2 separate regions of the Mus musculus genome follow, and region 1 is linked to region 2. Evidence: chromatin contacts called from public HiChIP or PLAC-seq data. All regions are on one chromosome and are shown on one strand. Each heading gives the region's core, a stretch centred on a gene start, on an enhancer-like site or on the middle of the called end of the contact. The rest is flanking DNA. Distances are from core to core; before and after follow the strand shown. Region 1 overlaps Gsap (gamma-secretase activating protein). Region 2 overlaps Fam185a (family with sequence similarity 185, member A).

The links. HiChIP or PLAC-seq counts read pairs in DNA pulled down with a chosen protein or histone mark.
Region 1: a contact with region 2 is called in a CTCF HiChIP or PLAC-seq map of large pre-B cells, with 3 times the contacts expected there. The contact joins two enhancer-like sites. A contact is called at or near these places in 1 of 15 datasets of contacts at CTCF or cohesin (large pre-B cells), 3 of 484 Hi-C or Micro-C datasets (cortical neurons, myocytes and uterus) and 2 of 115 datasets of contacts at active chromatin or transcription factors (acute myeloid leukemia and large pre-B cells).

What each region holds. Positions count from the first base shown.
Region 1 is chr5:21,259,514-21,262,337 of GRCm38.p6, reverse strand. All of the region lies in intron 19 of Gsap (gamma-secretase activating protein), which reads right to left. Among named protein-coding and RNA genes, the nearest start is that of Gsap, 75 kb to the right of the region's middle. Within about 2 kb of position 1,422, at least 28 of the 459 cell types and tissues checked have an H3K27ac peak or open chromatin away from gene starts, as enhancers often do.
Region 2 is chr5:21,478,466-21,481,242 of GRCm38.p6, reverse strand. Fam185a (family with sequence similarity 185, member A) reads right to left here. Exons shown (of 8, transcript NM_177869.4): 8 at 1-911. The coding sequence ends at 799. Among named protein-coding and RNA genes, the nearest start is that of Fam185a, 55 kb to the right of the region's middle. Within about 2 kb of position 1,307, at least 20 of the 459 cell types and tissues checked have an H3K27ac peak or open chromatin away from gene starts, as enhancers often do.

The DNA.
Region 1 (2,824 bases), core at 173-2,672, 220 kb after region 2:
CTACCATATATAAAGTGCAATAGCAAATGTCTTTGTGGACAGAAGTTCGAAAGGCAGCATCTAAGAGCGTTATGTGGGAGCATCCCCACAGGTGGCAGACAACTGAAATTCCCGAGGCTGAACACTAAGAGAGCTGCAAGCACACAGCTATCTCATTCAAGTCTCAGGATATAGCTAAGCTTCCTCCTGCTCCAGGATCCGGCAAAAAGTCCACTTCCCTGACCCAACTAGGGAGTTTTATCAGCCATTCTGTTTTGGTTTTTTTATAGGCTGGACAATTTTAAATGTAATCTATAATTATGGCCGTCTAACTCACATTTAGCTTTCTTGAAGCTCAGAGTGACTGATAAGAAAGGAATAGAAATAATTTTCTAGCTGGGTCTGGTTCTCAGCTTTATAGCTAGTAGGTAGGGAGTCTGGCTATCCACCCTCTACAAAAAATGGCAGGAATTAGCTCACTGCTCCGAGGCTCTATGAATGATAAATCATGCTGCTTCGTGGTATCATAAAATTATGTTCACGACATTAATGGAACTCTCACTGTAACTAATTCACTCTCCCAGGACACAGATGCAATCCAAACTTTAGAAAATCCTAACCCCACCCCCACCCCCAGAACCAGCTTGGAACAGGGCTTCCTTTTCCCCAGAGCAACAGCTCTAAAGGCTCAGAGCAGCGAGCTGTTACATTGTGGATGTGCCAGTATTTCAGATTGCCAGCAAACAATGGTATCTGTCTGCACGGTGGAATTAGTGCCTTCTGTGCTTCTTGCCCTGTCTAGTTAAAGCAGCTTCCAAACATGTTGAATGAAGAGGTACAAGCAAAGTCTGGATAAAGAGCCCAGGTGGCACCCTCCACCAGATGCTCAGGAGGTGGCAAACAACCTCTTCCCAGCTGCTCAGTAGCCCTGTACCTGAAAGACTGCAGGAGTCACAGCTCATGCCCTAAGCAGGAGGGAGTCACGTCTTCCTGGCCTTCCCAGTCTCCAGGTCAGCTACTCAGGAATCTCTGAACACGTGATTAAATAAATTAACAACATCTGATTTTGAGCCAGGCATGTGGTGCACACTTGGAATCTCAGCCCTTGGGAGGCTGAGGAAGGAGAGACAGAGGAAGTGGGGAAGAGAGGGAGGGAGGGAGGGAGGAAAAAGAGAGAGACAGAGAAACAGAGACAGAGAGACAGAGATAGAGAGACATAGAGAGAGAGAAAGAGAGAGAGACAGAACTACTTTGGTAAAACTGCCCAGTCCTCTACTTGAAGCAGACTCTCTTCTTTACCCATATATTTGAGTAAGCTATAGTTTCCCTCTTTGGTTTCCTGTGGTTAAATAGTTTTCGTGATTTCTCTTCTCACTATAAAATTAGGAGCTATTTTTAGCCTTTTACGCAAGTTGCTGCTTCCCCTGGGCAGCCGATAGCTTACTAAGGATCAAAGCCCTCCTGAGGAAGGTCAGTCTTGACAACATTTCTTTACAGCATCGTCCTTGTCCCGTATGGCAATTTTTAAAAAAAACAAATAGAGCTTTTAAACATTTTTAAAAAACGTATCTGCATGTTTGCCTGCAGGTATATAGGTGTATGTGTACCGCATGCGTGCCTGCTACCTGGAGAGACCAGAAGATGGTGGCAGGTCCTTAGAACTGGAGCTACAGACAGTTGCGAAACACCATGTAAGTACCGGGACTGAACCCAGGTCCTCGGAAAAAAACAGCAACTCTTTTAACCACTGAGCCATCTCTCTAGCTCCCTCCCCAAGACATGCTTTTTATATTATTTTTAAGATTATTTGGTAAGCCATTTACAAAGAGAGGAAGCTTTTTGCCTTAAGCAGGTGTACTTGCCCCAACATGTCCCCAAGTCAGCTCCTATGAGGCACCATCAACTAATGGCTTGTAAATGACGAACATTTGTTCTCCAGTTCTTGAAACTGGGACACCGTCCTGTCTTCCTTGTGACATCATAAGGTAGGAAGCATTGAGCTTGGTTTCATTATTTTAAAAAAACAATAATGACCAATCCAAATCATAAGGCCGTAGTTGTCCCCTCCTAAAGCCATCACACCAGGGATCAGGACTTCAACATCTGAATCTGAGGGGACACACCTGGACTCCAACCCTAGACTGAGCACATGTCACATCGGGAGGGGCTGTTCCATCTCACATTGTCCTCCCTTCCTTGACTTGGCCAGGAGAGAGGAGGTGTAGTCAGAGTACACTTACTAATGGTCAGTAAGTAAGCCAATTAGGACAAAAGACAAAAAGAACTTTCTTGTTACCCTTCTACTTTTAAAATGAAAACACACAATGTTGATAAGGTTGCAATAAACTCCTACCTAAATTCTTTTGTTCTTAGATTTATGTATATGTATGTGCATCTCTCTGTGTGCACGGCACACATATGTGGGTGCTAATGGGGGCCAGAAGAGGGTGTGGGATCCCCTGGAATGGAGTCAAAGGTCACTGTGAGCCATGTGGTATGGGACCTGGGGACTAAACTGGGTCCTTCGGAAAAGCAGCAGTGCTCTTGACCCCAGAGTCATTTCTTCAGCCCCCTATATCTTTTTGACCATGTAGATTACCACAACTTTTATTGAATATTAGTTTCGAAGAAGAAATCAAAGCTATAAAAAAGTCATAGTGTTTTACCATAAGACATACTCAACCTTGAACCTTAGAGGGATAAACCAATAGAAAAACTATATGTATAAGAATATACAAAAATGAAATATTATCTTTACTGGATAAAAGAAAAAAGTGTATTTCTAGGGATTCCACCTGTGATCTCACATATGTGAGGCAACCACCTTACTACCAAGTTATTTTCC
Region 2 (2,777 bases), core at 58-2,557:
ATCTGGGGTAGCACTGTTCTCTTGCCCCCATCCAAGGTTCTGCATTTTATTTCTTCGGTGAAGAAGCGTGAGGAAATCTGCCATTGCATTTGGGCTGCGAGGCATTCCTTTGCCAGTACGCGCATGCTGGGTGTTCACCGTCCGTTAGTCACTCAGTAGTTACCGAGGCCATCAAACTGTCACAGTAGCACACAGTACCAGGGTTCAAGAAGCCTTAGCTTAGTAATGGCGCTAAAGCACAACCACAGTGTCATGTCTGACATCACTAATTAGGTCTGGCAAAGAGAAGCCACAGAGTGCTTTAGGAAAAAGGTAAACGTTCTCAACTTAGTAAGCAAAAATTAAAAATAAAAATCATCTGCTGAAGCTGCTAGGCCCTACAGTCAGGGTGGACACACTGTTTGTGAACTTGTAAAGAAGAAAAAGAAAGGCATCTAGTTTTGATATTGGGACTAAACTGGTAAGGGCTTTGGCCAGAGTAAATAACTGCTTAGTTGTATAGAAAAAGCATTTGGCTGTCATATGTGTTTATATTAAAAGCAAAAACCCCACAGTGTACAGCGTTGATACTGTTTGTGGTTTCAGGTATCACTGGAGGTCCTAAGACATATCTTGGGGACTTTTATAATCTGGAACAGAACAACAGACAATGAATAGCGGAATTACATACACATTTTGCAGAAGCGCCTGAAACCATTCACCAGAACTCACGGGCAACGCTGTTGTTTTTTATGTTTCTATGAACACTGGCGTCTGCTTGTTAGTCCACGTCCAAAATCCAATGCACTGAAACCGCGCTCAGTCCGGCAGCTTCAGGGACTGAAACCAGCTCTGATGCTGGAAGCTTACAGTGCCTTTGGGGGCAATGGCATTTATCCATCTCTCGTGTTTGCTTGCTTGATTCATGAGTCCTGAAATACAAAATTGCACCAAGTTCAGTTTACCAGCCAAGAACAATATTGAACTCACTGATCTTACTAGTGTATGTCAAAAGCCAGACATACCTAAGAAAGAGTATCTTGGTGAAAAAGGGTTGAGCCGGGAAAGCCGCAAAGATGTTACAGAGCTTTGTTCCTCTTTTGCTTGAGATGAAGCTGTGATATTTGTACTGCTTTTAAAGTAGTTTAAAAAAGAGAATTCTATGGATGCGTAATTAAGCTACTTGTATGTACGGTACACAACAGTCTGTTTGACAAGTGTAGACATCTGGGAAGTCAACTTCCCAGTCAAGACAGTGAGCACATCACCCAACCCCACACTTCCTCCCACACTGTGATCTGCGAGCTTTCATGCGCCTTCCATCCCCCAGAGACCTGTGTGTTAAAGGCTTTATCACCCACTGCACTATGGGAAGGGTGTTAACTTTAGGAAGTGGGTTCAGTGGCAGGCCTTTCGGCCACTGGAAATGTACCCTCCAGGTGGGCAATGAGGTCCCAGCCCCTCTGCATCCTCCTCTCACTTTGCAGCCCTGAGGGGAGCAGCTGCAGTGTCCCTTGTCCCTTGCTATGATGTACTGCAGCTTTAGCACAGGGCCTAAAGGTAAGAGGCCTGCTTATCAGAGACTGGCGCTTCCATAGCTGTGAGCCCCAGTGTTCTTGCTGTGAGTGGATTAGCTCAGACGCCTGCTATGGTAACAGAAAGAAGACTAACACATTTTCCCTGCCTGCCATTCCTCCTCACTCCACAGTCTAGTGACCGGTGATCTGCTTTGTCATGGTGGACTGTTTGAATTTCCTAAAACTTCACATAAATGGAATTGTACTTTTAAACATGTCTTTTTTAACAATCATTTTGAGGCTGTATCACTTTCCAGGTTGTTGCTGGTAGTTTTCCCTAAGCAAGCTCATCAATACTCGTTGAGTGTTCACAGTGGAATCCACAGAACTTCTGGGACAGCTCCTCCCCGTAACCTCCACTGTTTCTGCTATCTTAGCTTAGTCTCTTCACTCCGGGGTTCTGCTGGTTCTGTGTTGCTCTCCTGACCCTGTGTGTGGTGGCCGTAGGGCAGACCCTTTGCTTCTCAGTGAAGTTATTATGCCGTCCCGCTATCAAGGTACCAGAGTAGTCTCTCTCCTGAGAGCCACCACAGTTTGCACTTAAAAGTCACAACTGAGCTTTGAAATAAACATGGAGGAAAGACCGAAAATCCTTAACTTTTTGCTGTTGCACATCATTTAGCACCAGTAAGAAAGCATTAACAACAGGAAGAGCTGGACCCTTGCCTTCGTGTGCAGGTCACATCGCTGCCCCCGCCAGTGGGTTTACCTGCAGTGAGAGGCTGGTCTACTCATGTCCTTCTGAAGCAGGTGAACCAAGAACACAGGGCCGCTGCTGGCAGCAAACACTCCGGGGAGTGATTTCAGCTTAGCCTCCGTGCTCAAAGGCGAGGGAGGCACTTCACAAACTTCTATTACGTTGTAACCGTCCTATCTTGTTGACAGCTTTCACTGAAAGCTCTTGGTACTTTGGCCCGGATCTGTGCGGATGCTATTCTAGGCCTTCAGATGGTTCTTGCAACGCACTGGAACCTGGGGTTTCAAAACCTTAGTTCTTATGTGCCTCTTTGCCTGAAAAAGGAGACAATTTTCCTGTGGCTAAGAAATGGGTCACCCTATTCTTAGGTAGTATGGTTTCCAACAAGTGGGAGGAACAGTTTCTGCAACATGCTTAATCCTGCCATTTACTCTCTAGACTCCGACTCCAGGTTTTCCCAAATACATACCAAGTTCTTTCTAGTTAACTCAGAGCACCCCTGATTCCTGGGAAGCAAGCAGCTC